Linked DNA regions of Zea mays: all the other regions are linked to region 1. Evidence: chromatin contacts called from public Hi-C data. All regions are on one chromosome and are shown on one strand. Each heading gives the region's core, a stretch centred on a gene start, on an enhancer-like site or on the middle of the called end of the contact. The rest is flanking DNA. Distances are from core to core; before and after follow the strand shown. Region 1 has its middle 5.8 kb from the start of LOC103639529. Region 2 holds the start of LOC100285382. Region 3 holds the start of LOC100285248.

Region 1 (3,154 bases), core at 372-2,871:
CTCCTTCCATCGCCGGCAAAAGTTGCGGGCGCAGGGAGGAGGAAGCCGCGCGGCGCGGTTGTGGCACGGATTTAGCGGCCTCGCGAGGATGGAAGGCGCGCATGTGGGATCCGGCTCCTTCCATCGGCGGCAAATGTTGCGGGCGCGGGGAGGAGGAAGCCGCGCGGCGCGGATTTAGCACGGATTTAGCGGCCGCGGGATGCACGCTCGGCCTCGCGAGGATGGAAGGAGCGCGGCGGCTGCCATCGGCGGCAAATGCTGCGGGCGCGGGTAGGAGGAAGCGGGCGGATCGCGCGCGGCGTATGCGGGTTTGGCAGAACGTGCACCATGCATGTGTTGGACGCCTACACTATCAACATAATTAGTAGTAGAGAATTGTTTCATCTTTGTGACAAAAGCAATAAATGTCACTGCCCTACCAATTTCTCTTGGCCAAGTTATCCTTTGTCAAGACTATTTCTCGGCGTAAATATCAAAAAAGATCTTAATTTTTAGTAGAGTTTTAAGCTTCCACAATCTTTGTTTAAGTTCGGGACATCATTCTGAATCAAGGCTAGATAATGAGATTTTACATAGAACTGTATTTGGGTTGAGGTTCCATCTAAACTCATCTTGATCTTGGGTCAAGGCAATGCTAACAATACGTGATAATAACCGGTTCCGCGATTGTTTCCAACAAGATTCCTTCGCCATGATAAATTAGTTGGTGAGGAGCTAAAAACTTCGTCACTGTGGAAAATAGATTTCAATCCTAAACAAGTCAAAATCTTTCATACATTTTTTTAATCCCATCCAATCTAAGGGGATAAGAATAACCAAAGAAGGCCTTAACGGAGACAAGCGGTGGCGCATTGAGGGAGTAAGTACATCGACATATTCTGTTTTGCAGGCTTCTTCCCCTTCTTCAGTTGAGTGAGGCGAGGCGCTCGCGCTGTGATCTCGGCATTCCCGACGATTGTAGCCTCCAGCTCAGGGTCTCTGTGCATGCTTTCATGAGCTCCTTTTCACGGTTGGTGGCATCAGTTGCGTGCAGGGACAAGCTCATAGCCGTTTTGGCAGCTGAAACCAACATACCATAGCATCAGGACAAATTCTTGAACATCAACTTCGTCCATGGGACTGTTGCCAGCAGCAGGAGCAGCATTGGTACCCCATAACGTCTCGGCTTCTCCTATGAGGCCCCTGTTTGTTTTAGCTTTTTGGAGCTTCTGGCCACCAAAAGCTGCTGCGGACTGCCAAACGCTCAGCTTTTCAGTCAGCTTCTATAAAATTCGTTTGGGTAAAAAACATTCAAAATCAATATAAACACATAATCGGTTGAGTCGTTACAATAGTAGGAATCCGTTACTTTCTAGATCCTGAGTCTTATGGACACCTTTATTTTCCTCCGCACGTAATCCTAGTAATACTTAGATTCTCTACACAACCAGATTCTCCCCACAGCCAGATTCTCAGAAAAGCTGGTCAGAAAAAAGCTAAACCAAACAGGCCCGAGGAGTCGCCATCAATTACAGATTTGGCGCGCGTATCATCAAACAATTACTGCAGGACTGATATTGATGCTCCCCTGGGCCTAGATTCAAACGGTATCTGTGGGCCAGTAGACAACGAGATTTCCATTGGGCCGGTTGATCTGCCTCCGTCAGGGGTCGAGCCCATAAATGGTGCTCCCATTGGCCTAGAGGTGGGTACTGCTGCCTCAGAAGCAGAAGTCTCTTGTCCCACATCAAATTTTGGGCCCAGTTTTGATGATGGTGCGTCAACTCGCGGCCTAGTTTCGTCGCCTCTTGATTGCAGCCAGGAGAAAGGGGGCCTCTGATGGCACCCTTGTTGCAGTGGGGAGTTCGCTGCCTTCGTTGACGACGACGAATTCTGGGTTGCTGACGGCGAATTCTGAGTTGCTGACGGCTGGTTCTACTCAAAGCTCGTCGTAGTTGCCTCTGTTCTACTCTCGAAGGCGGTTGATGGACAGGCCGTGGTTCAGGGGGCTGTTGGTGAGATGTTTTCCCCATGTGGTCCTGCAGTGCCTGAATCCAGCTCTTCGATCGCTAGCTTCATCGCCAAATTGTCAAAACCTGTTGACGGCCTGCTGCCACAACCTGTACCTTGCCGGAGGCGTTGTGCCACCAGACTTTGAGCCGCGTCGAAGCATTAGGTTGAAGATGAAAAAGGGTGCCGCTGCTCCATCATCCAACACAAGGCAGATTCAGATTCAGCTCATTCGTCGCCTTTGCATGGCAGGGGAACATGAAATGCTAGGCTAAGAGATTCAGATTCAACACAAGGCAGAATTTTCAAAAATTCTGATATGGAACGTGTCTTAATAACAAGTCTCGTCGTGATTCTGTTTGTAGTCTGGTGGCTGCCTTGCGGCCTGACATAGTTTGTCTCCAAGAGACTAAGAAAGAAGAGATATCTAGTGGTGCGTTTGATTGAATGTACAAAGATGGATGGAATGAGGCGGCCACGTTTTCTATAGTGTTTGGTTGAGAGTTAAGTGGAGGCGAGGTGAACACTGGATTAATTTTTGGGAACGGTGTGATCCAAAAATTCGAGAGGACGGTGGCACCCCCGACTCATCCTACTTTGACCTTAAACCAAACATACACTAGGTGGATGGTTCTGTCCACCCTCGGAATTGATTTTGATGAGTTTGCAGTCCTTCCAGCTATTGGCACTCGAGGTGGTGTTCTTGTTGCTTGGAAGGGAAGATCTTGCAAGAATTTAGGTATGCGAGTTGACAGGTTCTCAGTTTATGTGAGGTTTGACCATGATGAGGGGCTCCCCTTGGTGGTTCACAGGAGTTTATGGTCGTCAAGTGGATGTGCTGAAGATTCAGTTTTTGCAGGAGTTGCATGATGTCCGTCAGGCTTGTGCAGGCCCATGGGTGGTAGGTGGAGACTTTAATCTGATTTACAGAATTGAGGACAAAAATAATATTAATTTGCAAGGGAGATCCTGCACCAACTTGAGTTCGCACGACACTCTAGAGCGCTCTCTTCACATGAGGATTGGCTACGAAGAAAATTGAAGTGTCATGTGCTGGGCCTGGTATCCTTGGAAAGAACAATGGTGAGATTAAGGTCTCGGTTGAGATGGATAAAAGATGGCGATGCAAACACATCCTATTTTCAGCAACGTGCGAGATATAGAA
Region 2 (3,154 bases), core at 355-2,854, 470 kb after region 1:
ATACCCTAAAACTAGCCATGCGTGCATGACAATTTCCTTGTGTACCTAGCTCACACCGAAAGTGCAGCTGCAAGAGCCTCACTGTAGCACAACCTAGCCTGTCACCGCATTTGCTTGTCATGACCTGCCTCTTTTCAAGCAGGATTTGTGCTCATGTGTTCATGCATGCATGCTTCCATATTATCTTGAGAGCATTAAGTTCTTCTAAACTGGAGAACAAAGGTTTCATTCAATTCGGGAAACATTCATTTGGTCGGGGAAACAGAGCTGACATGGTTAACTAGACAAACATTCTTCTCATGACACCAGACCAAAGCAACAGTAAGATACTACTGCCTTTTGCTAATTAAATACTCCCGCCAAGTCAGTCACGCATGCTGGGATAAAAGGTAAGGTCAACTCTTGAGCCCCACCTGAAGCCTGAATCAAAGTTCAGTTTTCTTGGGTTCCTGGACACCCTGGTTTCTTATTGGAAGATTCCACGGACACATGAACAGGATGCAGGCTCAAGGGGCTTCATCACCTTGTCCACATTATTATATGAGCTAGCTGAACAACTACTGTATTATTATAGGGGAAAAAAGATTATGATGCATGTGCAGATCACACTGAGGCAACTTGACTCACTGACCTGTGACTGATCATGTAGCAGATAGTAGGTGAATCTTACTAGTATTGCATAGCTTCCACTTTTATTTTGTTTCAGTCTGGGTACTGGGATCATGTGGGCTGTTGCCTGCAGTAGTAACCAGTAAGAGCTGCCGGCATCCTGCTTCTTGCTGAAGAAAGTTTTTGCTGTGTGCTTAAGAAAGTTAAGAAGTGTCGTATTTCAATACAATTACTTCTTTGGAGATACTAATCCACAAAGATAAAGATGGCGTGCTACTAAAAGCTGGAGTTTGACATCCATAGGTGTTTCCTGAAGGGCGTCGTTTATTCTCTATAGCTACACACAAGCAATTTCGTTGCTTAAACTTTTTGTTCAAGGAAAACACCACATGCACATCCTTCCAAGAGTTGCTGCCTTTTTCACCTTAAATCCTCATGAACACCCTCCAATGAACCTATGAGCAATAATTTGAAATTCTCTAGACAGTGACCAGAGCACATAGGAGAAAACAAGCACATGGAGGGGATTAGCAAAACGGCGCGAGGAAGCTTGCTGGGTCCTTCTCCTGGTATCCTCTTCCCCCAGACAGCTGACCTAGAGCTGGACCTGGCAGTATGGCTCTGCCCTCCCAGGGCAACTGAGCCAAAATTTAGTATTTTCCCTCTTGTTTTTTTTCTGTTCTTTTTTTAACTGAACAATACACTGGTAAATAAACTAGCTGTGACACTTGCTGCAGCAGTTACAGGATCAGGAGCCTACAGGTCACACACCACACTGGAACCCCTCTTGTGCCTTTTTGCTTTCCGTGTGCTCAGCTCACTCAGCATCCAGCAAGCCTCCCCTGGACAGTTCTTGAGCAATGCATATTTTTCAGGGTAACTTTTTTGCTTTAAACGTTTTTTTTTTTGTACCAAGATTTCTTTTGTGAATTGGCAGCGGTGCCCCTCCTCCGCCACTGCCTATATATGTGCCCTCAAACCCGCTCCATTGCTCTGTAGCTCTTCCCTCTGCTGCTCTCTCTGAGCCTGGCCCTTGCCCTCCTCTCCCTCCGGGAACCAGCCCTGCTCTCTATGCTCCTCTTCCATTCATAGCCTCGGCCTTCGTCTTCCTCCATGGATCCGCGCTAAATGCATTGCGAGGTTCCAAACTGGTAGCACTTCTCCCTGCTCCATCTGCCGCAAGATGTAAGCACGGCCTCACGCCCTCACTTGACACTCCGACTGGCCATCCAGAATATACCTTCAGATCTTCCTGTCTGCGAAAAGCGACGCCCTTTTGGCCCGGGCAATGGAGGAGAGCTTCGTGCCCTTGCGGGGCATCAAGGACGACCTCCACGGGAGGCTCGCCTGCTACAAGCAGGACTGGACCGGAGGGTTCCGTGCCGGTATCAGGTATGAACTGAAGGATACTCCAATCTTTCCTCGTAATCTTGCATTGTGCTGTCTAGGATTAGGAATTCGGTATCACCATGGTGCCAAAATCTCGAAACTGACTGCGGCGGAGGTAGTTAGTCCTAGTCCTTTTGTTTGTTGTTGTTCTGAAGTTTGTTCTTGCCTCGCGCAAGATCTTGAAAAGGAGTGGTTTTTGGGGTGTTTCAGGATCCTGGCGCCTACCACTTACATATTCTTCGCGTCCGCGATACCGGTGATATCGTTCGGGGAGCAATTGGAGAGGAACACTGGTAAATGGAGGGGGTGGGTTCAAATTTAAGTACTCGGTGGTGTTAGTTTCGGTGCAGTGCGTGAGGAGAGGAGCTTATTTGTACTTGTGCAGATGGAGTCCTCACAGCAGTGCAGACGTTGGCGTCCACTGCCCTGTGCGGCATAATCCACTCCATTGTAGGAGGGCAGCCCCTGCTGATCCTGGGAGTTGCCGAACCGACGGTACTCATGTACACATTCATGTTCAACTTTGCCAAGGACAGGCCCGACCTCGGACGGAATCTGTTCCTGGCCTGGACCGGTTGGTAGGTCATCTGTGCTGGGCTGACTGAGAAATTCATTGAAGATTGGTTTGGTACAATGATGGCATTGTTTGAATTGGTTCCTTTTCTTCTTGTTGTTGTTGTCATGTTTGCGTGCAGGGTTTGTGTGTGGACTGCTATCCTGCTCTTCTTGCTGGCCATACTAGGCGCGTGCTCCATCATCAACCGGTTCACCCGCATCGCTGGCGAGCTGTTCGGGCTTCTGATTGCTATGCTCTTCATGCAGCAGGCTATCAAGGTTGGTGATAACTGCAGGCCTTTTGAACCCGTTGCTGCTTTCCAGGCTTGGAATGAAACCCTGTGCTGATGCAGAAACCTTTTTTTAAGGCGTGCTGCTGCTGCTGGACCATAGAGCTTTATACCAAACTCCAGTTGCCTTGCCTCTCGAAATTGTGTAGTACTCCAGTCAATCTGAATGCTACTAACTAGTGGAGAATCTAGTAGGTTGCTCAAAGGCATGTGCAAGTGCTGGAAAAAAAAGCACATGGAAGCCAATGGAGATGTCTCTAGCTTCTGTTTTTTTTTGTGCCATTGGTCACTAGTGCAACCAAATATTTCAG
Region 3 (3,154 bases), core at 366-2,865, 280 kb after region 1:
CTTGAACTAAACAAAAAATAATCATCCCACGATGCTTTGAAATTCCAGCATAAAACAATAAAACTACAGCATCAAAATTGAATGTGCACACTTATCTTTACATTACGGTTTTTGAGAACAATAGAAAACAAGAGGAATGGTCATCCTTTTGTCTGTTGCCACAAGAAACATCAACATAAGATCATGCCACTATCCAACCAAACAAAGAGCTATTATTTTCCGTGTTCAATTCTCATTTGTAGATAGTGCAAATTATTTCTAAATTCAACAAAAAAATCACCTTACTATAATACTATCTGATTTGAACTCCAAAAACAGCACCACCCTTGCTAGTTCTAGAATGACATGTAGATTCTAACACCAAATAAAATCACAAGCCACTGGTGAATCAATCCTACAGCTAAACCAACAGACACATATGCTATCTCCCAATGCCAAGTTCACAAGACAGCACCACATAGCCAGAACTCAGTGACTGAATCATGATCTCATAGTTACACAGTGAGCCACAAATTGACACAATAACATTACCCTCGAATTAAACAGTAATCATAATTCAAATGATTAGCCCATTGCTCACATGGGCTTCTGTTGGGTTTCAATTCTAGGTAGCCCTAACTTGCTTGGGAGTAAAAGGCTTTGTTGTTGTTATTGTTGTAGACCATTGCCCACATAACTTAGCAAAAAGAAAGATCATTTACAAACTTATCCTCACTTGAATTCTGACAATTATGTATATGAACAACACAACAACTTATATATTACTTTGTTTTTAATATTGGAACTCTCCACAAAAAATAGAAATTTTGATTGTATGCAATAATTATTCCCACCATTTACCAGATGAATGCATCTTCACGAAAGTCCAATCTCTCCCAGTACAAATTCAGGATCGCAACACCAAAAATGGTGCTCAACTAGACCAATCCACTCGACGTTCTGAAAAACATTCCCATTAGGATGGTCACCATAACCCATGAAAAGAGCTTCGTCGATCTCCCAGAAGTAGCCCCTTCCAGATGAAATGAAAGAAACCAAACATAAAAACACCATTTTTTGAGAGCGTGTAGTTTTGGAGCGCAAAATTTCGCCACATCCCGATCTCCCCCAAAGTGCAACAAAGAGCGTCGTACGGACTCGCATTCACCCAAAAAAAGATTCCATCTTCCCACACCATTTTGCCCAAACCGCGCCACAAATAACTGGATTCATATTCCCAGATCAAGCCAAGAACGAGCTACAGGGCCGAAGAGATTTCGAGACCTCGTAGTTGAGGGAGAGACCCTCGCGGAGCGACGACTCCGCCTCCTGGATGTTGCCATCGTCGACCTTGGCCTCCGATGAGCCGGACGCCGAGGCACCTCCATCCGACTCCGGCAGTGCCGCCTTCCCCTTTATCGGGGACGCGGCGGCCGCCGGTGGCCAATCCCCGGTGGGGCTCGCCACGCTCCGGCTGTCCCACTCCGCCGCCGCCATCGCTGCCGCCGATACCGATACGTCACCGCTGCCGCCGCGGTAGCTCGAATCCTCCGGCAAGCATGATAGGACAATGTAGGGGAAAACGCCGTTGGGTACGACAGGGAGAAGGCGAGATCCAACTCTACTCTTGGGACCTTAGGCGCTTTGTTTTGTTTTTTGGTTTTGTTTCCCTCGTGAGGTGTTTGGTAGTGGCTGACCATGTCTTGAGGAAAACAACATTCTATTTGAGGTATTTCTATTGTGAATTTGGCAGTTTATTTATGTAAAATTTGACAGTTAAGGGGGTGTTTGGTTAGAGGGACTAAAGATTAGTCTCTAGTTTTTAGTCCCATTTAGTCTCTTTTTTTGTTAAACACTAGGACTAAAATATGGACTAAAATGATTTAGTCTTTAGTCCTTCACATATGTGCTAAAAGAGACTAAACCATATTAATTTCACATTTACCCCTCATTTAGTTCAAGTGTACTAATAGCAGGAGAATATTAAATGCCATTTTAGTCTTCTTATGAGTCATTTAGTATATTTTTACTATTTTTAGCTCTTAGAACTAAATATGTTAGGGACTAAACTTTAGTCCTCTAACTAAACTTTAGTCCCTAGACTAAAGAAACCAAACATGGCCTAAAGCTTGGCCAGGTTGCAAAAGACCGCCTACAAACCAGCAAGAGTTGCTAAAGTAAATAGAGAGTAAATTACGTTCGAGCATCTCTAAGATATAGCTAAATAGTTTGTCAAGCTAAATTTTAGCTATTTAATAGTAAAATAGGTCTTCAACAGACTAGTCATTTAACTTGTAGACCTATCTGGCTCACTAAATTAGCTTTCTCACTAGTCAAATTTAGCTAGCAACTCTGGCTAGTCAAGCTAACTTGTATGTTAGAGAATCCGTTCGAATGATAGATTTTAATCTTTATGAAAAGACAAATAAAAAGTCAAATAGAGAATAAAAAATAAAGAGACTCTTGGAGATGCTCTTATCGGTCATTAAACTTATATAGCTTATAGCATTGTATTATTTCGGTACCTAAACTTTTAAAGTGTATATCTAGATTTCTAAACTTATAAAGTTGTATCATCTCGTTTTCTAAACTCTCAACATACACATTCTAGTCCATATACTTCTAAGGTCGTATCATCTGGGTCTATAATTTTTTTTGATGTCATACATGTTCAGATAATTTGGACCATTGATGACACCAAAAACAAATTTAGAGACTCAAATGCACGGAGCGAAATGTGCATGTTAAGAGTTTAGAGACCGGAATGATACAACTTCATAAGGTTAGAATTTAGATATATACTTTGATAGTTTAAGGACCGGAATGATACATCACTATAAATTTAGGAACCGATAATGTACTTTACTCTAAAATAAATGTCTTTAACTTGCTGATTCTCTAGTTATAAAATTTTAGAGTTGGTTTGGCTCAATTATTACCCGTGAAAAAAACTAAGGTAAGTTGTCTCCTATTACGGCTAGTTTTTTAGCCCCTTCAACCCCCTCCGGTTTTGTGACTCTCAAACTAGCCCTTAGATGTGTACTGCTCACGATAAACATAATTCTAGACACCACAACCAAAAAAAGATAGTTTGGATACCTTTATTTTATATCACTGGAATCTACTTAATAGGATAGACTATTTGGTTTGGAATTTAACATTTCATCACTTTCTA

Evidence for each region. Hi-C and Micro-C count contacts between places; a contact is called where the count stands out from the background.
Region 2: a Hi-C map of tassel shows a contact between it and region 1, with 4 times the contacts expected there. The contact joins the promoter of LOC100285382 here to the enhancer-like site in region 1. A contact is called at or near these places in 3 of 25 Hi-C or Micro-C datasets (ear, leaf and tassel).
Region 3: a contact with region 1 is called in a Hi-C map of ear, with 2.7 times the contacts expected there. The contact joins the promoter of LOC100285248 here to the enhancer-like site in region 1. A contact is called at or near these places in 3 of 25 Hi-C or Micro-C datasets (ear, leaf and tassel).

The regions. Positions count from the first base shown.
Region 1 is chr1:152,579,005-152,582,158 of Zm-B73-REFERENCE-NAM-5.0, forward strand. No RefSeq gene overlaps it. Among protein-coding and RNA genes, the nearest start is that of LOC103639529, 5.8 kb to the left of the region's middle. Within about 2 kb of position 1,622, at least 16 of the 20 cell types and tissues checked have an H3K27ac peak or open chromatin away from gene starts, as enhancers often do. A contact at or near this core is called in ear, leaf and tassel, where this site is marked.
Region 2 is chr1:153,051,215-153,054,368 of Zm-B73-REFERENCE-NAM-5.0, forward strand. LOC100285382 reads left to right here and starts at 1,605. Exons shown (of 12, transcript NM_001158275.1): 1 at 1,605-2,001; 2 at 2,209-2,291; 3 at 2,384-2,576; 4 at 2,694-2,832. The coding sequence starts at 1,898.
Region 3 is chr1:152,859,615-152,862,768 of Zm-B73-REFERENCE-NAM-5.0, forward strand. LOC100285248 reads right to left here and starts at 1,616. Exons shown (of 5, transcript NM_001158142.2): 1 at 1,264-1,616. The coding sequence starts at 1,476.